Regions from separate parts of the Mus musculus genome. Here region 1 is linked to region 2. Evidence: chromatin contacts called from public HiChIP or PLAC-seq data. All regions are on one chromosome and are shown on one strand. Each heading gives the region's core, a stretch centred on a gene start, on an enhancer-like site or on the middle of the called end of the contact. The rest is flanking DNA. Distances are from core to core; before and after follow the strand shown. Region 1 overlaps Arhgef10 (Rho guanine nucleotide exchange factor (GEF) 10). Region 2 overlaps Gm5907 (predicted gene 5907).

The links. HiChIP or PLAC-seq counts read pairs in DNA pulled down with a chosen protein or histone mark.
Region 1: a contact with region 2 is called in an H3K27ac HiChIP or PLAC-seq map of regulatory T cell precursor, with 10 times the contacts expected there. The contact joins two enhancer-like sites. A contact is called at or near these places in 1 of 484 Hi-C or Micro-C datasets (the HL-1 cell line) and 3 of 115 datasets of contacts at active chromatin or transcription factors (T-cell acute lymphoblastic leukemia, double positive thymocytes and regulatory T cell precursor).

Annotation. Positions count from the first base shown.
Region 1 is chr8:14,987,982-14,994,282 of GRCm38.p6, forward strand. Arhgef10 (Rho guanine nucleotide exchange factor (GEF) 10) reads left to right here. Exons shown (of 29, transcript NM_172751.3): 27 at 3,079-3,253. Gm35149 (a long non-coding RNA gene) reads right to left here. Exons shown (of 2, transcript XR_001778521.2): 2 at 6,153-6,301. Among named protein-coding and RNA genes, the nearest start is that of Gm35149, 5.4 kb to the right of the region's middle. Within about 2 kb of position 4,325, at least 273 of the 459 cell types and tissues checked have an H3K27ac peak or open chromatin away from gene starts, as enhancers often do. A contact at or near this core is called in T-cell acute lymphoblastic leukemia, double positive thymocytes and regulatory T cell precursor, where this site is marked.
Region 2 is chr8:13,989,398-13,996,571 of GRCm38.p6, forward strand. The region is part of intron 1 of Gm5907 (predicted gene 5907); the gene reads left to right. Among named protein-coding and RNA genes, the nearest start is that of Gm5907, 6.9 kb to the left of the region's middle. Within about 2 kb of position 3,359, at least 64 of the 459 cell types and tissues checked have an H3K27ac peak or open chromatin away from gene starts, as enhancers often do. A contact at or near this core is called in T-cell acute lymphoblastic leukemia, double positive thymocytes and regulatory T cell precursor, where this site is marked.

The DNA of each region.
Region 1 (6,301 bases), core at 3,075-5,574, 1.0 Mb after region 2:
CATTGTGCCCAGCCACGGGACAGTGTCGGGTGCTGTGGAGCTCTGGTGACTCCATTCTGCCCAGCCCTCAGCAGGCATGGTAAAGCCATGCCCAGGTCAGAACTGGCCTTGTAATGTCCAATCACTGTATCTGCCCTGAGTCTGTGTATATGGTTATGGTTGCAAAAAGCAAACCATAGGGCCTTGTCACCACTTCCATAAAGATAAGCAGAGTTCACAAGGAAGGCATGGGAAGGGATACAGAGAGTGTCATAGTGATGTGACTCCAGGAGGAACTGTAGTCCTCAGGTTGAAGTGTGGACCAAGTGATGACCAAGTGAGAGGGCAGAGCGGGTCTGACAGGGCCAGGAGGACCCCACAGTAGCAGGAACCTAGATCTCTCAGCCCAGTGTATGGGATCCAGGGCAAGAGGTCTGGGCTTCCTCCCAGCTTCCTGGTCTGCAGGCAGAGATGGGAACAGCCAAGTCTGCTGGAGCTAGCGCCTTGGTCCTTAAGGCCCTGATGCAGACGTCACATCGCCCACTTTCCATGTGATATTGAGCATCCAGAGACCCTAGATACCGACCAGGTGTTATGAAATGTGCTTTCTTGGAAGATGACCCTGCCACTCCATCAAGTGCTTGAGAAGGTTGCTGGGGACTGGAGACCCTGGAGCTGCAGCTGGCCACATGTGCTTCCGGGGAAGGCTGGGTAGGTGTGTGACATGGAGAGGAAGGAGGGACCCGCTGTTTGATCCTCCGGTTTCTTGCTCTGCTTTCTCAAGCCTCCCTGAAAGTCCTGTGACTCAGCTTCCGCAGGTTCCCTGGGGCAGTCACTGTTCCACCCTGAACTCAAATGACGGGCAGCCCTGATCAAGATTTGTGCCCCCAAATGCGCAGAGGACCATCTATCCCTGCAGACAGTTCTGCACCCTCCGAGAGCACAGGACAACGGGTGGGAAGGGAAGGCTCCTTCAGTTCAGCACTTACAGAAACCCGGTAATGCAAGGCAAACTGTCCTGCCTTGACCTCCACAGAGTAACTGCAATGAGGAAGTGATGCTAATTTCCAGAGCTGGGCAGGTATGAGCTTAGCTGTGTCATGAGAACAGTACACAGAGCAGTCTGACCCTCCGCTGACCCCACGTCCCTTGCTTGGACCAGGCATGAGATTCAGAGCCACCTCTTTCTCCAGTCCCTGGCACTGGATCACAGCCCCCCCCCTGCACCCCCACCAAGGCACCCCAGCTGCCTCAGGGGCAGGGTCCTGGGCAGGGGACGTGCATTCCTTGTGTCTGGATTACAAGCTCTACGTGGAAGGTCCCTGCTTCTTTGTGACCTGAGTTCAATCGCAGTGATCTACCCAATGTGCTAAGGCCAGAGTTACGCAGGAAGCAGAGGTGTCTGTCGATCCAGACTTCCTCCTCCAGTGATGCCTGACTGTGCAGGGTGTGTGTGGGTGGACGGGTGTGCATCTCAGAACCCTGAAGACCATGCCAGCACCGAGACTAGTGGGCAGCAGCCTTCTTCAGCATCCCAGGAAGTGTCCCTGTACCCAGCCTGAGCTCCAGAGTGAAGCAGACAGCCCCTGTGGGGGTGGCAGTGCCGGCCACAGAGTCCATTCTCCGTGCGAAGGCATCTAGGAAGACTGTCCCCAGGGCCGTCCAGTGAACATCAGACAGACCGTGCACAACATGAACCCACAGAGAGGAGTCTGGGGGCCAGGCCAGTGCTAGCGTCTCAGGGCACATAGAGGAAGCTGTGTGTTGGCATGGCAACAGCGTAAGTGAACACACAAAGAGGACTCAGGGGCCCGCCTCCTCCTCTGCCCACACAGAGTTGACTGTTATTACCTGAGATGCTGGGGTTGGGCTGAGTGGGTGTTGTCGGGTTGGACGGAGGAGAATTTGCTAAGCTATAGTCTTGAATACAGAATCCCTAAGGAATCTGGGACAACACTGGCAGATTAAAAAAATCAAACAAAACATCAACAACAACAAGAAAACCTAAAATTCAGCAAGGTCGGAGGTTACAAGATCAATATCCAAAAATCAATCTAGTTTGTGTGTGCCAGCATCAAGCAGCCTGAAAAACAGGCCGAGGAGACAAGGTTGGGAGACATCCCCATACAGCTCCTAACCTGGGTTCTGCCACCACAGACAAGCAAAGCCACTCCTACCCTGGAATCTTCCATTGAAATGAGATACAGTTAATGCAGGCTGTAGCTTAGCTCAGCCCAGCTCTTCTGGGAGCATCTGTGTGGGTGTGGGTTACTGCAACCTTGGCAAGCCTGTTGCCTCTGCGATTGATGGGTCATGTGCTGCGCACCCTTGTTCTCTTAGGACACAGAGCTATGTCTGTCCCCGTCTCTCCCCTCACCCCCACCCCTGAGCATTTTAAGTTGTTGAGATTTAGAGAGGCAAGATTGATGCTGACTGTGAATTACTTGACTTTCTGTGGTGCTGTTACGCCGCACCTTGGCTTGGCTTTGGCCTCTACACCCCCTCTGGTCTCAAGATGACCGTATAGCTGAGGTGTGCCAGCAAGGCCTTGTGCGGTAACGATGCCGTGAGGGTGCCCATTGGGGAATGAGTGCCCTGTGGGCAGGGCTGCTTGCTTCAGGCAGGGCTCAAGGGAAGCAACCCTAGGACTGTTACGTCTGAGGGAGAGCGGCAGGCTTTATCTGGATTGGAGAGAAGGACCTCCTCCCAGGTACCCACGGCTGTGCTGCTCAGTGGGCTGGGTCTCCTTAGGGATCTAAGCCAGCAGCCATTCGCCCTGTAGCCCCTTTCATGTTGTGTTGAGTTTGTTCTCTCAGCTTGTGAAGGTACCATGATAAAAGGCAAGTAGCGTTGGGTTCTGTGAGTGACTTGCCTGCTCGGGGAAGCCTCAAGAGCGTTGTGCCCACGGGTGCTATTCTGTGGCTGTGAACGGAGGCCACTGCTCTGACAGTCACGGGTTTGATCTCTACCCAGACCCCATGATCCCCAGGAGTGACTCAGCCTAGCCCCGCCGTGTGGCATCTTTGCCCTCAGCACTGTTGTAGACTCTGGCTGTACCCCTCGATACCCTGTGTGACCTCATTTCCTCCATTCCCCCAGAATCAGCTGGAGGCCCACCAAGATGAAGGGATGGTCATCTCCCACATGGCTGTGGCTGGCGTTGGCATCTGGATTGCCTTCACCTCGGGGTCCACCCTCCGCCTCTTCCACACAGAGACCTTGAAGCACCTGCAGGATGTCAACATTGATGCCCCTGTGCATAGCATGCTGCCAGGTACTGCCCCCAGGAAGGCAGGGTTCTAATGTCCTTGTCCCTCATACAGCCTGCAACCGGGTCCCTCAGAAGGAAGGGGAAAGGGCAGCAGATGTTCAAGGGACATCAGCTGCTAAGGCACACATAGCCAATGTGGACCATAGCCCCTGGGTGTTCACATGTGCCCTGTGTGTATAGGCGCACAGCTACTGTGTGTAGTACTTGGCATGGCTTCATGTGTGAGCATGTATATGAACATGTAGCCTGTAAAGACAGGTATACATCCTGTCTACAAATATAATGAAGACTGCATTAATGGCCACAGTGGACCACATAGTGGCACCAGAGGCAAGACCGGGAAAAATAAATCGTCCTAAATATATCCATGGCCAATAGGAATCACTGAAAACTTTGAACAGGGAGAGGAGAGAGGCCATGCCAGGGTGGATTTGGGGAGGATGGTCTTGTAGGGAGAGGCTCAAGTGCATCTTGCTGGCCCTTTGTCCACAGGGTTCTGCCTAACAGGCTGCAGGGGGAGCGTGGGAGAAAGATGGGAACAGTGAGCACAGTAATGGGCGGAGTTAGAAAGTAAGTGATGGGCGTGGGGGCGTGGCCACTTGTCAACTCATGTGTTGGATAGCGTTTGCTAAGCCATTCCAGGCGCCTTGGAAAAGCATAACAACAACTCAGGGGTCATGATGCCGACATGAGGAGTGATGGGGAGGCAGAGAGGCAAGACAGGTGCCAACTGATAAGATCTGCTGAGACCTGAGGACACAAGGCATCTAGGGCTGCTGACCAGCATTTCCCTGTGGGATTGGCCGCTGACCGTTTTTTTTTTTTTTTTTTAGATAATTGTAGGCTATTTTATTTCGTTAGGAATATGGAGGGTTTTTTTTTTAAATACATGTTATTTTTAGAAAACAAAAGTGATTCAGCATCAAGGCTGCCCCCCGCCCCCAGCATGCTTCTGTGGATCATCTGGACAGGTGTTTGCTGTTGGCATCTGTCCTCGCCCTTAGACAGAAACCGTGTCAGAGTCACCAGCCGCCAGCACATGCTTGCATCCGGCCAGAGAATGCCCTGCACTCTCTATTGACATGGGAAGGGACAGGAGTTAGATTGTTCTGGGGCCCAGATCCTGACTCTGGTGCCCTGTGGCCTCCAGGGAAGCAGCTGTGGTTGCCATGGTTCCTGGAATCCTGAGAACCAACCACAGGAATGTGTGGGGTCACACAGTGCCTCCATCTGAGGGCAGGGGAAGGGGTGGGTGGGTGAGGGTGGGGGCTGCCTTGTGTTCATCTGCCTGCAGTTTCTGTCAGAGACTGGGAGAAGGAGGCATTGGCCAGTGAGTGAAGTGTGTGTGTGTGTGTGTGTGTGTGTGTGTGTGTGTGTGTGAGTGTGTGTGTGTTTATGAAAATAATCCTCGTACATGATACAGTGCAATGGAACAGCAAGACCATCAGGTGAACAGTGAGGCAGCTGTGAGGCTCTCCATCTTGCCGACCCTCTGTTAACTGGTGTTTCCCATGACCTCGGTGTGTACCTAATTTAAAAAAAATGACCTGTGGGCTGCTCTCCTCTGTCCGGCTTCCGAGCAGATCCACTGGCAATCCTTGCTACTGACTCAGGCCAGCAGGGTGCGTACGAACGTGCGAGGGCACACTTGCCCACTTCCTCTCCCCTGCCTGGTACTGACCCGGTGTGGGTACAGGCTCCTCCCTCCCAGGCAGGCAGCCAGTGCTGACTGGGAAACACTGACTAACCGGCCGGCTCGGGTGTGCAGTGTTCTGTCTGTAGCTGAGGTGCACTGCAGGGCACTCTTGTGTTTCTTTCCGCTCGCCTGTAGCCATGGCTGCCCCTCCTCAGCCTCCTGCTCTGCTTCCAGTTGGCCAAGCATTGACTGTTCCCAACCTTCCCTACAAAGCCTGGCCCTCCTTGGCACCACCAGATTCATGGGACTGTTTTCCATTTTCCAGAGGCCCACCCACCTCACCGATCAAAGGGCATGCCAGAGTCTCTTGAAAGTGTTATGGTTTGAATATAGCACTGCCCCTTGACAGCCTGTGGGTTTAAGGTTAGGGACAGTTGGACCATGAGGGCTCTGGCCTAATCCAACGGTGGCTTCATACTTCAATGGTGTTGAGAGGTAGAGGAAACTAGGAAATGGGGTGTAGTTAGAGGAGGCGTGTTGCTGGAGGAATGCCTTGGACACATGCCCCCCACCCCACTCCTCCACACAGCTCCTAACCTTTCTCAGCTATCATGAGATGAACAGCTTTCCTCCACACACCCTTCTGTCATATGCTGGCTTGCCAGCAGCATAGAAGCCATGGAACTACTGAAAGCATGGGCCGGAGTCATTTGTCCTTTTAAGTTGCTAATGTCAGGTATTTGGTCACAGCCGTGGACGATGGACTGATAGAAGTCATGTTGGACACAGCAGGGGTGGGGGAGACCCTCTGTCACAGATTTTGATCTGCTTCTGTGTAGCTCGTTGTGCTTCTTATTCGTGTGTGGGTGGGACAGACAGGTGTGTCAGACCAGAATGGACTGGGAAGCCTGGGGCTGAAGGGAAGACATTCTGCAGTGTCTTGTGCCAGCTATTAAGTGGCTTCCACTCCACCTTTGGGAGGCCTTATCAGGCTCTCAGCCTCCAGTGTTCTTCCAGTGGTCTTGTGGAGCTATCCCCAGCCTGGCCACTAGGGAAGACTAACCCAGTCGAACTCTGCCTGAACGAGAACCCCCGTTCTGTCTCCCATGTCCAACAGTAGTTCCTAGCATCCCAGAACATGCCTGGTGGGCTGTCTGATCTCTGGCACACACACACACACACACACACACACACACACACACACACACACACACACACACAAACGCTGTGGTTTAGATAGAATAAAGACAGTGTTTCAGAGCAGTGTTCACCGCAGCCTGAGTGTTTGAGCCACTAATGTACTACTGCGCGCAGAAAGTGCCCACGCAGGCGTGTGTGGAAACAGCACAGGCAAGCGTCTTTTCATGTCATTGTAAAAACCCAACTGGGTCCTGCTGATGGAGACACACTGAGCC
Region 2 (7,174 bases), core at 2,109-4,608:
GGAGGTTTCACTTGGACATGGAAAGCCAACATTGACTCCGGGAGTCTTATATGTCATTCTTTTCTTTTTTTAAAGACTTATTTATTATTATATGTAAGTACACAGTAGCTGACTTCAGACACTCCAGAAGAAGATGTCAGATCTCATTACTGATGGTTGTGAGCCACCATGTGATTGCTGGGATTTGAACTCAGGACCTTTGGAAGAGCAGTCAGTGCTCTTAACCACTGAGTCTCCAGCCCCTTATATGTGGTGTAGAAATGCTGCATTTGTTTCTGTGGTTTCTCATGCTGTATTGATTGTGATGTCGTTTATGTTGCTACCAGGAGGGCAGTGTGATCTACAGGGAAGAGAGCACTAGCCCATATCACCGTTGCCGGGCTGGCCTTCAAGACTCATAAAGAGAAACGTATGGGAACTCCTGGCTGTTTACAGCCTTCCCACGAGGCCCACTGCCCACTTGGACTATTGACTTTGCCATTTTCTATATTTCCCAACACACAACGCTAGATACCAGTGCGTTGTCATCTGAGTGTGGAACAAGACGGTGCTCTCAAGAGCACTGGCCCGCAGGTACTCAGAAGGCTCCTTGATCACTGGTTTGTCTACTTTTGCTTGACAAGACCATGTTAAGATGCAGCAGGTCCTTCAGGTTATGAGTGCCTCAGGCTCACTCTTCCCAAAGGCTCATCCTAGTAATGTTGTGTGGGCAGCATCCACAGCTAAACACAACCTGAATCCCATGACCTTATTTTATCCCAGGCAGACCACAGCCCGAGGGCTCAGCTTCCAACTAGAAACCCACGTGAAATGTGAGGCAATAGAGGACATGGACATTTGTCACAGCACCCTCTAGTCCTTTTGACATTCAAGGAACTCTAGGAGAGTGTTGCACTATTGGTGGTGTGTGTGTGTGTGTGTGTGTGTGTCTTTTCACATGCCTTCTTTCTTCTGTGTTTCTCCAGTGTGTGTGTGTGTGTGTCTGTTCACATGCCTTCTTTCTTCTGTGTTTCTCCATTGTGTGTGTGTTTGTTTGTGTGTGTGTGTGTCTTTTCACATGCCTTCTTTCTTCTGTGTTTCTCCAGTGTGTGTGTGTGTGTGTGTGTGTCTGTTCACATGCCTTCTTTCTTCTGTGTTTCTCCAGTGTGTGTGTGTGTTTGTTTGTGTGTGTGTGTCTTTTCATATGTCTTCTTTCTTCTGTGTTTCTCCAGTGTGTGTGTGTGTGTGTGTGTGTGTGTCTGTTCACATGCCTTCTTTCTTCTGTGTTTCTCCAGTGTGTGTGTGTGTGTTTGTTTGTGTGTGTGTGTCTTTTCACATGCCTTCTTTCTTCTGTGTTTCTCCAGTGTGTGTGTGTGTGTTTGTTTGTGTGTGTGTGTGTGTCTTTTCACATGTCTTCTTTCTTCTGTGTTTCTCCAGTGTGTGTGTGTGTGTGTGTGTGTATTTGCATTGCTGGGGGATTCACTTGCTTAGGCAAGTGCCCCAGCTTTAAGCAGCATCAGATCACTGGTTTTTTGATGGAGTCTACAAGGCTGTCCATGGTGAATTCAAGGTCTGTCTTCCCCAAAGCAGCTAGAGTTACAGGATGCAGGTCAAGCAGACAAAGTGTACCTCGCCCTGCCCCTCAAGGAACAAAGATAGCTCAGCTCTTTCCCATTGCACGAGACCTCGGGCACTCAGTGCTGGCCACAAGGAACCTGGACCTCACCAGATGTGAACACTGGGGCACTATGGGTACCATTCTTGGACCTGTGCAGTTCATAACCTTGAGATGTTCTATCTGCAGCGGAGTGCCTATTCCCCAGAACACCTTTAGGCCTCCTTTCCCTTTCCTGCCATCAGTTGGAGGGAACAGACTTCTTTGGGGACAGTCATTGTGGTTTCCTCATGGTGCAGCAGGCTGCTGCTCCCCCCTCCCCCAGCTCCAAGCCTGGGAAATATCAGTCAAGGGCCCTGGAGCTCAGATCTGACCAGGCTGTCAGTCTGTTTCACTGTCTTCCACGGAGTCTCCTTTTGTTTCATGCCTGTACACTGGGTTGGGTTTTGAACTGAAGAACTTAAGTGTTAGGAACAGGCGAAGACATGCCATGTCTGTTTCTCTCCAATGGTGGAAGTCCTAGGAATCACTCCCTTGGGATTTCCTTCAGGAAAGACCCTTAGCTACCGAGGGTGTTTTCGATCGATTCCACTGATGGCTCGTTTTCAGGATAAACGTTTTTTCTTTGAGCTTTTTTTTTTTTTTTTTTTTTTTTTTTTTTTTTGTGGTTCTGGAGATCAGACCCAGAGCCTCCACATGCCAACTGCACACTCCAGCACCAAGCACGACCCAACCTGCTCATTTTTCCTTCCTGTATCCTATAATCTTAACCACGGATTGATTTCTTCCTAGGAAGCAACGTTACAGATGTTCCTGCTTTTCTTCTGTGCGCTGTGATTTCAGCTCAAATTCATGCAATGAGTTGGTTTTTCATTTGTTTTGTTTGTTTGTTGTGTTTTGTTTCGTTTTTTTCACCTGCATATACTGATTTTCAAGGAAGGTTAGTACTGGACAGTCACACAAGGGTGTTTTGTCCGGGGCAGCCATCCTGGAGCTGAGCTGCATTCAATGACTGTGGAACCCTGCTCTGTCCCTAGACCAGGACCCTATCCAGCAAATAATCAAAAGGTGCTGATGGAACTGTGTGACCGGGGCCTCTCCTCACCTCTGGGAGGCTGGCATTAGAGTGCCTCAGAGAGCTGGCGGTGGAGAAAGCAAGAGCAGAAGCTGCCCCCAAACACCCGGAGCGCAGTGGCTGTGTTAGGACCAACCTCAGCCATCTTGGTCGGAAGAAGATCCAATATTATCACGCCTAAAACTCGCTTCTTTGCCATATTGATGATTTTGATTTAAAAGGAATTGAGAACCAATTAGTGTTGAGCAAATTCTACTTTTCACCTCTATTGCCTTGAATAAAGTACACACTTTCCCTTTGTGCACATACATAAAAGGAATGTTGCCAACAAATGGCTCCGGCCAGGAAGAGAGTGGTACTCACAAGCTTTGATCAGCGGAGGAATCTGCCTTGTGGCACAGCTGCCCCTGACTGCCCACACCCTCTCTGTAGAGCCCCATAGCATTTACGCTCCTGTGAGCCACTGCGCATGTGTGGACACCGAAATGCTTTTCTCCTATTACTTTCACGTTAAAATGAATTCATAGACTGGCTTAAGAACCGAAACTGGCAGGAGGAAGTGATTTGCTTTCCACCTAGAGCCCATATTTACTTTCTATTACCATTCTGACTCTTTTGTTCAGTGTCTAAAGTGGAAGAGTGTAACTTCCTATGGCTTTGTGTGGCTGGCCAGATGCACAGCCTTGCCACCTCAGGAGGAAGTCGTCCTCCACCCACCCACCCCCAGCCCCCCCGCACTGTACCGCAGCTTGGAGATCTAGATGTCACATGAAAAATAAGGGCTCAAACTGCTTTGTGGCAGTAGGGTGCCAGACTTTAGGGCTCATGCCTCTACCTGAAGTACAGTGGCCTAACGTTGCTCTGTGCCTGGCTGGTTTTCTGTACAATTAAGTTCATTTAAACACAGGGCTCCCTGGCCAAAATGTCATGGTGAAAACCACCAACCCAGTTCAACCTCTTTATTTTCTCCGTGGCTCCCTCGCGGGGGGAATGTACTTTACTATAGGTCAGAGAGTGAGTGGTTTGGCAGAGCTGCCTAGACCAGTCCCGAGGCCCCAGCAGCATCACAGAGACCTACCGCAGCTCCGAGCCCTGAGACCCAGCGCAGTCCTCTTGGATCTCACCCGGTCCACGTAAAAGTCTGTGCCTCCTGCCAAAGGTCACCGAGTTCAACCCGCCTCTAGCCAGAGCCCCACGGCCACAAAAATTACAGTTTTTGAAAGCCCAGAATGGCATCTTCAGTGTACAGTGTGTGTGTGTGTGTGTGTGTGTGTGTGTGTGTGTGTGTGTGTGTGTGTTGTGGCTCTGAAGGAGATGGACCCTTTTAGGGAAAGGAAAGGACAGAAAAAACCCAAAGCAAAAAACAAGACAGCCTTGAATAGCCATTCTGCTGACCCCAAACAACTGTAAACAGTAGCAATAGAAAAAACATTTAACCTCTGAGTTCTGCTCCTAGAAAACAAGACAATGCACGGGCTACTGTTTCGGACAGAGCAGCGGGCCCCTCCCCTTGACACACCCTCCAAGGCCTCTAAGACCCCCTTATGCTAATCCCTGGTTTCACGTGGGTCTTTTTCTCCAGTATAGTTCAAACAACTACACTGAGGTTTCTCAACTCCCCCCACATCTGCTTTAACACAGCAAAAAACACACATGAGTTTGCCTAACATCTGCTCGCTTCTCAGTGTTGTTCCTAGGAGGATGTGAACCAGTGGTCTACGTAATAGTGGAAATGCCGTCCTTGGGTGTTCTAGTCACTAACAATTAAAAAACTATTATTGTTAACCAAGAGCAGTTACTGGTATATAATCCCCTGCCCCCCCCCCCCCACAGTACAGTTATACTTGAGAGACCATGTTCTTTATTTAGAGAGAACAAAATTAACTACTTTTTTTTTTTTTTTCCAAACAGGGAAAGGCATGAATACAGTCCCTTGACACACAAAGCAGGCAATCAAGTTTCACACAGTTGGGAGAGTCTTTGGGATTGCGTGCTCTCTGTAATGGGAGCCTGGGTGGTGGTGGTGGTGGTGGTGGTGGTGGTGGTGGTGGTGATGGTGGTGGTGGTGGTGGTGGTGGCGGTGGTGGTGGCGGCGGCGGTGGTGGTGGTAGTGGTGGTGGTGGTGGTGGTGGTAGTGGTGGTGGTGGTGGTGGTGGTGGTGGTGGTGGCGGTGGTGGTGGCGGTGGTGGTGGTGGTGGTAGTGGTGGTGGTGGTGGTGGTGGTGGTGGTGGTAGGGCATTTTACGATCACAATGTCTCCCCTACCTGATAAATTTCTTTTTAATGACTGAAGAATCATATTCTTATTGCACAAAAATAAGAAAATTCAGTAAGATATACAGACGGAAACACAAAACAATCCATTCTCAGAAGTAGCCTTGAGGAACATTTGAATGTATTTTTTCCAGTATTTAAACACATACCTGAGGTCAGACTCCTATGGTATTTGAACTGCATTTGAAAATTAACAGACTTTTGGACTGGAGATGTCTCTGAGCTGCAGATGGATTCCTCAGCAGGTACGTGTCACTGTATCAGGCTAAAATTATCGTTTAAATTTTTAAAATAATATTTAGGTATCTTGAGATCAGGGACACAAAGGAAAGTCGCCTTGTATGGGGAGATCAAGTGTCTCAAAGTGAGTTTGGATAAAACAGCGCAAATCTTGTCAGATTCACAAATTTAGATGAGTCTAGCAGATGGCTATGTTACTTGTTTGTTTTCTATTTGCCCGGCTGAAAGGTGATCTTAGACTTATTTATTATATGTGATTTTGTTTTTAATATAAATACAGATCTGAGAAGGACTCTGTTGGGACAAGCGAACATCACACATAAGCTGCTCTGTGCCTTCTGGCCTTAAGTGTGGCCTGCTACCAGAACAAGTGTGTAAATCCCAAATAAGAAATGCAGTGCTGTGCATGTATTAGAAGTTGTATTACAGAATGTCATATATTGATGCTACGGGATATAATATATATTATACCATACACACACATATAACATTATATGTGTGTATGTATGAAATATATATTATATGTTATATATATTATATGTGTGTATGTATATGTATATATACATATGTGTGTATATGTGTATATGTGTGTTATGTATATGTGTGTGTATATATATATATGTATACATATATGGAATGAGATAGCAAGTCAGAGCAGGGGCTTCCCAGGGAGGTCTGGGGGAGTTACCTGTTAGGCAGGCAGTCCTTCAACTGCTACAGCACACACTTGGCATTTGACAGCTCCTTAAGAGTCCTGTGCAACTGGGTGAAGACTCTTCTATCTGAGAGCCTCATGCTAGGGAGATGGAAGCCCTGGCTGGTAGAAGTGTTTAGAACCACTCAGGAATCCATGCAGCCACAGGGAACAAAGTACCAGTAACCAGTACTCACTGGCATCCAACAGATGGCGAAGGTAAGGACAGCACAGGCAGGTCACTGGTGTTGACAAAGGACATGCTCCTTTCTAAGGTTCTGGATCAGATCTTGGGGACATCCATGATTATCCAACAGGGGCAGCTGAGCTCCTGTCTGCCGTGAATACAGCATTTCCAGCCTTTGTTCCTGTACTTTATCATGTCTTACCCCTACCTCCCTCCATTTTAATCATCTTTACTGGGATGTAATGCATTCCTTTGTCCATTCCAGGATGCTATAACAAGATACCTTCAGCCTGTAAGCTATAGAACAGTGTGGTCCTCAACCTTCCTAACTTTGTGACCCTATAATATAGATCCTCATGTTGTGGTGACCTCCAATCATAAAATTAGTTTCACTGCTGCGTTATGACTATAATTTTGCTACAGTTTTGAATCACAATGTAAGTAATATCTGTTTTCTGATGGTCTTAGGTGACCCCTGTGAATTAGATCCATTTCATGTGACCGAATTCTTGCTCCATAGACAACATTTTATTCGTGTTCTCTCACATGGGGGATGGGACCATGAGACTCATTAGGTCTCCTTTATAAAGATAGTAAGCTAATCATGAGGGTATACACTCTTATTCCCAAATTACCCCCAAAGAGCCCTCCTCCTTGGCCTTACTCGAGGGTAAAGGGTCAAAGTATGAATTTTGGGGAATAGACACAATCAGGCCACAAACAACACAGATAACATAAGATCAGCCAATTATAGTATTCATATGTATATACATAGACAGACACATTCAACACACACATAATATATAATAATATATGACCCAGTCCACAGGTCTGTCAACGGGGTCTACAAGAGAGTGGGAACTGAGGGGCAGGAGACACAAAGAATGAAGACAACACAGGCTATCTGCTCAAGTCTCAAGTCTCGGTCTCCTTTATTGAAAGGCAACTACAGGTATGCATGCACTTGCTGGGGAGTGCAGCTGGAGACACTTAACCACAGCTCCAGGATGTGTAGGAGAAAAACCAGATGTTATCAGTGTGTTCAGCTGTGGTGGGCTTCTTGCAAAAACATCATGGTAGGAAACCAAGTCTCTCGTCAGGGTGGAAAAGA